2 separate regions of the Mus musculus genome follow, and region 1 is linked to region 2. Evidence: chromatin contacts called from public promoter capture Hi-C data. All regions are on one chromosome and are shown on one strand. Each heading gives the region's core, a stretch centred on a gene start, on an enhancer-like site or on the middle of the called end of the contact. The rest is flanking DNA. Distances are from core to core; before and after follow the strand shown. Region 1 overlaps Neurl3 (neuralized E3 ubiquitin protein ligase 3). Region 2 holds the start of Ptpn18 (protein tyrosine phosphatase, non-receptor type 18).

Evidence for each region. Promoter capture Hi-C pulls out the DNA fragments that hold promoters and counts their contacts.
Region 1: a promoter capture Hi-C map of the HPC-7 cell line shows a contact between it and region 2, with 6 times the contacts expected there. The contact joins the enhancer-like site here to the promoter of Ptpn18 in region 2. A contact is called at or near these places in 4 of 39 promoter capture datasets (the HPC-7 cell line, embryonic stem cells, hippocampal neurons and 1 more), 1 of 484 Hi-C or Micro-C datasets (B cells) and 1 of 9 other capture datasets (liver).

Annotation. Positions count from the first base shown.
Region 1 is chr1:36,262,669-36,266,088 of GRCm38.p6, reverse strand. Neurl3 (neuralized E3 ubiquitin protein ligase 3) reads left to right here. Exons shown (of 4, transcript NM_153408.2): 4 at 1-1,487. Among named protein-coding and RNA genes, the nearest start is that of Neurl3, 9.0 kb to the left of the region's middle. Within about 2 kb of position 1,773, at least 133 of the 459 cell types and tissues checked have an H3K27ac peak or open chromatin away from gene starts, as enhancers often do. A contact at or near this core is called in B cells, the HPC-7 cell line and liver, where this site is marked.
Region 2 is chr1:34,458,254-34,461,360 of GRCm38.p6, reverse strand. Ptpn18 (protein tyrosine phosphatase, non-receptor type 18) reads right to left here and starts at 1,615. Exons shown (of 15, transcript NM_011206.2): 1 at 1,445-1,615. The coding sequence starts at 1,537. Gm32504 (a long non-coding RNA gene) reads left to right here and starts at 326. Exons shown (of 4, transcript XR_373299.3): 1 at 326-1,602; 2 at 1,698-1,940; 3 at 2,097-3,107.

The DNA.
Region 1 (3,420 bases), core at 524-3,023, 1.8 Mb before region 2:
TATTTGTCAAATTTAATCAGTTTATAGTGTTTAAACTGAGACTGGGGAACCAAAAACCTTTATCCTTGATGTAGGTGATGGCTATGTTCCATTCTATTTGTGGGAGCTCAATCTCACAGTCCAACAAGATTGGTTCATTGGTGTGAAGGGGAAGGTCGGGGGCTGAGTTCTTGCCAGGCAAAGTGGTAGAAAAAATGGCCTTGTGACAGAGCACTGACCCCACCTACGTCTACTGGCAGACGCTGAGAGTTTGCTGACTATGGTTGAGGGGTTCCTGGCCATGGCAAGCCACTTGAAGACCTCTTTACACCCAGTTTTATAAACCTGTGGCCAGAGGAGGTCAGAGAACCTCCAACCAGTGAGTCCTGGAAGGGTCTGCCTGGGGGTGGGGAGCAGGGAGCTTGGCCCAGAGAAGCAAGGCAAAGCTCCCAGCCTGATGGAGGTTCAGAGCAGGAAGCCTCTGTATCCAGAAGCTGTGTGTGGCCGCCTTCACCCAGCAACCACTGTGGTGATTGGTGATTGGCTGCAATCATCAGCTTGCAGAATCTTGGATCACCTGGAAACGGATACTCAGTAAGGGAGTGTCTCCTGGCGGTTGGCCTTTGGGGATGCCTATGAGGAATTTCCTGATTGGGTTAATTGAGTTGTAAACCCACCTTGAATGTGGCTGGCACCATTTCATGAGCTGGGCCTCTAGAGCAATGGTTCTCAGCCTTCCTAATGCTGTGACCCTTTCATACAGTTCCTTATGTTGCGGTGACCCCCAACTATAAAATTATTTTGTTCCCTACTTCATAACTGTAATTTTGCTACTGTTATGAATCATAATGTAAATATCTGATACTCAGGACAGCTGGTATGTGGCCCCTGTTGAGAAACACTGCTCTAGACTGAGAGGGACAGAGAGCCCAGGGCACAGGCATTCAGTGGTCTGCTTCTAGACAATGGGCACACTTTGACCAGTTGTCTCAAGCTCTGACTTCCTGGAAATGATGGACTGGGACTCGGAATTGTGGGGTAAAATAAGCTCTTGCTTCCTTAAGTTGATTTGGTTGAGATATTTTGTCACAGGTTAGGAATAGTTCTGAGATCACAAAAAAGAGACCGCCATTATAATTGTGAGGGTTTGTATATGCTCAGCCCAGGGAGTGGCACTATTAGAAGGTTTGGCCTCCTTGGAGTAGGTGTGGCCTTGTTGGAGTAGGTGTGACCTTGTTGGAGTAGGTGTATCACTGTTGGTGTGGGCTATAAGACCCTCATCCTAACTGCCTGGAAGTCAGTCTTCCACTAGCCGACTTCAGATGAAGATGTAGAACTCTCAGCTCCCCCTGCACCACGCCTGCCTGGATGCTGTCGTTTTCCTGCTTTGATGATAATGGACTGAACCTCTCACCCTGTAAGCCATCCCCAATTAAATGTTGTCCTTATAAGAGTTGCCTTGGTCATGGTGTCTCTTCACAGCAGTAAAATCCTAACTAAGGCAATAAGTAAAGTGTCTTATCTGTGTCCTTACTTTTGCACGAGTTGTTACCCACCTGCAAAAGAGGTGGCCTAAGCTCGGGGACCGGGACGTCCTTCTGGTTTTTATCCCTGATGCAAAAGGGAAGCTGAACTGTACCTCACTGATGGAGGTCCAACCACAAGATCCAGTCTTTAACGTAAGGTGGGAAAAAAAAAATTAAAGCACAGTGGGTTTGTTTTTTTTTTCTTCTGTGTGACTAAGGAGGAAGTAGGGTCAGGAAACGGTGGCTTAGAGCCAGACAGAAGCTGAAAAACAGCTTGCGGTTTAGCAAGGAGGAAGTGGGGCGTACTGTGAAAGAAAAGATAATTGTTTGTTGCATCTGAAAGGGCAACTGGAAAAGAAAATGAGCTGAACACTGCACCGGAGTGTAGCTACAAGTTTCCCTTTCCCATCTTGCGAGGAGTCCCCAGACTAACAAAGAATCTATCTCAGATGCAAGCATAAGCTCACAAACAGGAGAAGCCCAGAGTCTGGGAAACACGATGTCATGGGGGGGAAAAGGCACTCAGTTACACAGAAGCCATGACTATCTGAAGAAACAGATAGCAGAGCAGACAGACCTGAGTGCTCCCGCAGCTATGATCGCATACAGAGAGCGCTCTGAAAAATCTCGACGTCGTGGGAATTAAAGACATGATTACTGAAAATAGTGTAAATATCTGATACACACACACACATATGTGTGTGTGTGTGTGTGTGTGTATATATATATATATATGTATATATGTATATGTATATATATATCCCCATACACACACACATATATATGTATATATATAATCCACACACACATATATATATACATATATATATATCATATATATATATATATATATATACATACATACATACATACATACACACACACACGTATATATATCTGATCAGTTGATGTGAGGAACCGAGGGTCACAGCTGGAATCACCTAGATTGTCCTGTGGAGTTACTAGGAGATAAAAAAATAGATCGAGGGCTGATGAGATGGCTCAATGGGTAAGAGCACTGACTGCTCTTCCAAAGGTCCCGAGTTCAAGTCCCAGCAACCACATGGTGGTTCACAACCACCCATAATGAGATCTGATGCCCTCCTCTGGTGTGTCTGAAGTCAACTACAATATAATAATATTATACATTATATTAATAATATACAATAATAAAAATAAATCTTAAAAGAAATAGATCGAATGGGAGAGTAATGCAGAAGTTCAAAAGCCTGTCCACCAGGAACCACAGAAGGTAAAAAGAAAGAAAGAAAGAAAGAAAGAAAGAAAGAAAGAAAGAAAGAAAGAAAAGAAGAAAGAAAGAAAGAAAAGAAGAAAGAAAGAAAGAAAGAAATGGGGAGGGCTGCTCCGTGGAAGACTGGAGCAGCATGGCTCATCTGAGAGGCTAAAACAGAAGGTTGTTGGTTTGGAAGGTTCTAGTTGGACACAGAACATGCGTATAAGTCAGGGTTTATGCCTATAATCTTAGGATTTGAGAAGCTGAGGCAGGAGGATTGCTATAAGTTCAAAGAGAGTCTGGGGTACATAATGGGTACCAGGTCAGTCAGGGATACTTAACAAGATCTTGTTTCAAAAGTGCCCAACTCTTTACTTGACTCTAATACGTGAATGAATAAATGAAGGAATAAAGGAGGAAGAGGAGGGACGGAACCTATATAAAGTCGTCAAATTGGTGAACTTATATATTGACTGCTGGGGCTCAGTCACTTTTCTTCCACCTTCTTCAGGCTGAGATGTCCAGTCTAAGGGCTGAAGAGATGGATCAGCAGTTAAGAGCATTTGCTGCTCTTGCCGAGGACCTGTGCTTGATACCTACCACCCTCATGGTGACACAACTGTCATTTATTGTCATTTGCAACTACACACACACACACAGTACATCCATGTAATCAAAACA
Region 2 (3,107 bases), core at 366-2,865:
GGTTTTTTGGTTTGGTTTGGTTTTAGGTTTGCGAGACAGGATTTCTCCGTGTAGCCCTGGCTGTCCTGGAACTCACTCTGTAGACCAGGCTGGCCTTGAACTCAAGAGATTCACCTGGCTCTGCTTCCCAAGTGCTGAAATCAAAGGTGTGTGCCATCATCACCCTGCTATAAATTTGGTTCTTATTAATGTTTGTTGTATCTGTTGTGGTGTTTGGTTGCTTTGTTGGGTTTTTGTTTGTTTGTTTTGCTTATTTAGTTAGTTGGGGTTATTTTTTTTGTTTGGTTGGTTTTTTTATTGTTTTAGAGACAAGGTCTTCCTACATATCCCTGGCTGTCCTGGAGTTCACTGTGTAGACCAGACTGACCTCAGACTTACAGTAACCTTCCTTTCCCTGCCTCCAAGTGCTAGGATTAAAGGCATGCACCACCACCAGAGTTTCACTGTTACTGGTTTACATATTGGCCTGTGTAAACTATCTTTTTCATTCTTTGAAACAATCTCCAGAGTATTCCAGAGTGGTCACAAAATTATGTAATTCAGGCTGGCCTTGAACTCATGGTTATCCCCCGGTTTTAGGCTACCAACTGCTAGAATTACAGGCATGTGCCACCATGCCAGGCTGTAAGTGATCATTTAATGTCACACTTATTTTTATATCATTGTCATTTACATTTCTAAGTTTGAGATAGTGTATTACGTATTTGGATCATGTCACTCTATTTAAAATACGTCATTACATGTTGTGTGCCATGGCTGTTGAGTGGCAGTAGCTCTCACAAGCTTGATTGGCCCGAGGTAACGTTTACAACCTTTGTAAACCATGTTAAAGGCAGGTGCATACAGTTAATATAGCCAGTGAATACCCAACGCGTGCTAGGTGCATCTACCCAAACCACCTAATTTTCAAACCGGCTTGTCTTTTATCATTCACAATTCAAAACAGGTGAAAATGAAGTCAGAGCTCCCAGGGCCACAGTTCTGAAAAGCCCTAGGATAGACTGGTAACGCGAAACCTAGGCTAGGCTACAAGTTTCCTCGTTCCTCTTTCTGCTGCCCCAAACCACTTCCTCCCTGGGATTACAAGGTGACCCAGGAGTGGCCCGGGTTGGGGACTCGAGTCCAGCGCAGGTGTGTTGCCTCCCTCCACGGCGGAAGCCACGGCCCCGCTAGGGAGAAGATTGCACCGGGAGCTCGACACCGACACCTGAGTGTGTCTGGCTCCTCCTAAACAGTAGCCGTCTTCACCCTCTGGGCACCTGTGGGCAAAGTGCGGAAGGCTGGGAGAGTCAGGGTGAGAGAAGTGCGGGAAGAGGAAAGCCGAGAGCAGGAGGGAGGAGACGCCCCGGGAGCTGAGAGGAAAAGGCAGAGCTTTCATATTGCACAGGTGGACAGCCGTGGGGAGCGCCTGGCTGCGAAGCTTGATGGCTGGAGTGTCACTCACGCTGAACTCACGAGCGAGGATTGCCCCCTCCCGGTAGTCCCGGGCCTCCAGCTGCTCCAAGAAGCTCCTCACCAAGTCCGTATGGCGACTCATGCTGCGACCCGCTCTGAGGTCTCCCACAAGGAGTGATCCGACTCCGAGAATTTAGCCACTGCGAGGTGGGGCCTCCATTCCAGCAGCCAATGAAGACCGGTAATTGGCAGGCTCCTCGGCCAATGGCACTAGGAGTTCACTCCGTTCGTCCCGCCCATAGGTGCTGGCTGCCACCGCAGCCGAACTGGCCGTCCAAGTAGCTGCGGGTCCCGCAATTCCCCACTGGCGCCTCGGGTGCTTCGGCTGCCGTGAAGCTGGTGGAGTCCGCACGGAACGCTCAGTCCCATTGGCCTTTCCAGGGGGATGGCTGCGCTCTCAATCTCGCAGGCCGGGTTCCCAAGGTTGCTCCGGAGTCCTGCGAGCGCTGAGGTTCACAGTCGTGCGACAGCGGAATATGAGAGAGGTCGGGGACTTCGAATAAATATATTCCCTGCACTTTGCTCTGGGAAAAGGCCTATTTCTGAGGGTAGGGGGTGTGATTTCACTTTTGGAACCTGCTGGAAAAGCGGGGACACCAGGATTCAGTCCTAACTTGTGGATCTTAACCCATACCCCTCAGGGAGGAAGAGACTAGAGAGGCATTGGGAGGAAAAGTGGTCTCAACACTCACTCCGTCCCCCTTCAGGAGTTTGAAGAAGATCTTATGCTGAAGCTCCTGGGGTCCTGGAGACTAAAGACTGGAGAAGAGCCGTGCTAAGGTTTGTAGCTGAATTGGTAGAGTGCCTGTCCCAGCATTCACAAGGTGGAGGCAAGAAAATCAGAAAGTCAAGGTCACCCTAGCTTACATTGTGAATTCAAAGTTAGCTTGTGATGAAATCCTGTCTCAAAGTTAAAAAAAAAAATGGAAGAAAGGAAGGAAGGAAGGAAGGGAGAGAGAGAGAGAGAGAGAGAGAGAGAGAAAGGAAAATGTTTTAATGATGGTGGAATGGTTCAGTAGGTAAATGCCTTGCCACTAAATAAACATGACAACCTGGATTTGATACCTAGGACCCACATGGTGGAAGGAGAAAATCGACTCCAGAGTGTTGTCCTTGGACAACTACACAGGCTCTATAGTGAGGGTGTATCTCCCTACACACAAAAGAAAATAAAAGGGGGTTCTTTCCAAAACAGGCTTCAGCAGATGGAGTAGCACCACCTGCAAGGGAACCAAAGAATTTCAAGCATTGCCAACTCTCTGTTGAGGGAGGGCTCTGAGGAGATCCGTTTGGGGTCGTGTGCAAAAGTAGGGCTAAGGCGAATTGAAAGTGCTTTAAGCATGCTGAGCGGAGCGGTGGTGGCACACGCCTTTAACCCCAGCACTTGGGAGGCAGAAGCAGGTGGATTTCTGAGTTCGAGGGCAGCCTGGTCCACAGAGTGAGTTCCAGGACACCCAGGGCTATACAGAGAAATCCTGTCTCGAAAAACCAAAAAAAGAAGTGCTTTAAGTCACTGGAAGATGAGTGGGATCATTGGTAAAAGGCTGTCAACTTGGTCATCACAGTGTTTAAATGAAGGAATGGATAGCATCTTTAAAAGCCAGACAAGACTTTATTGGGTTTTATCGCTAGATCTCTGTCTTACGTCACTG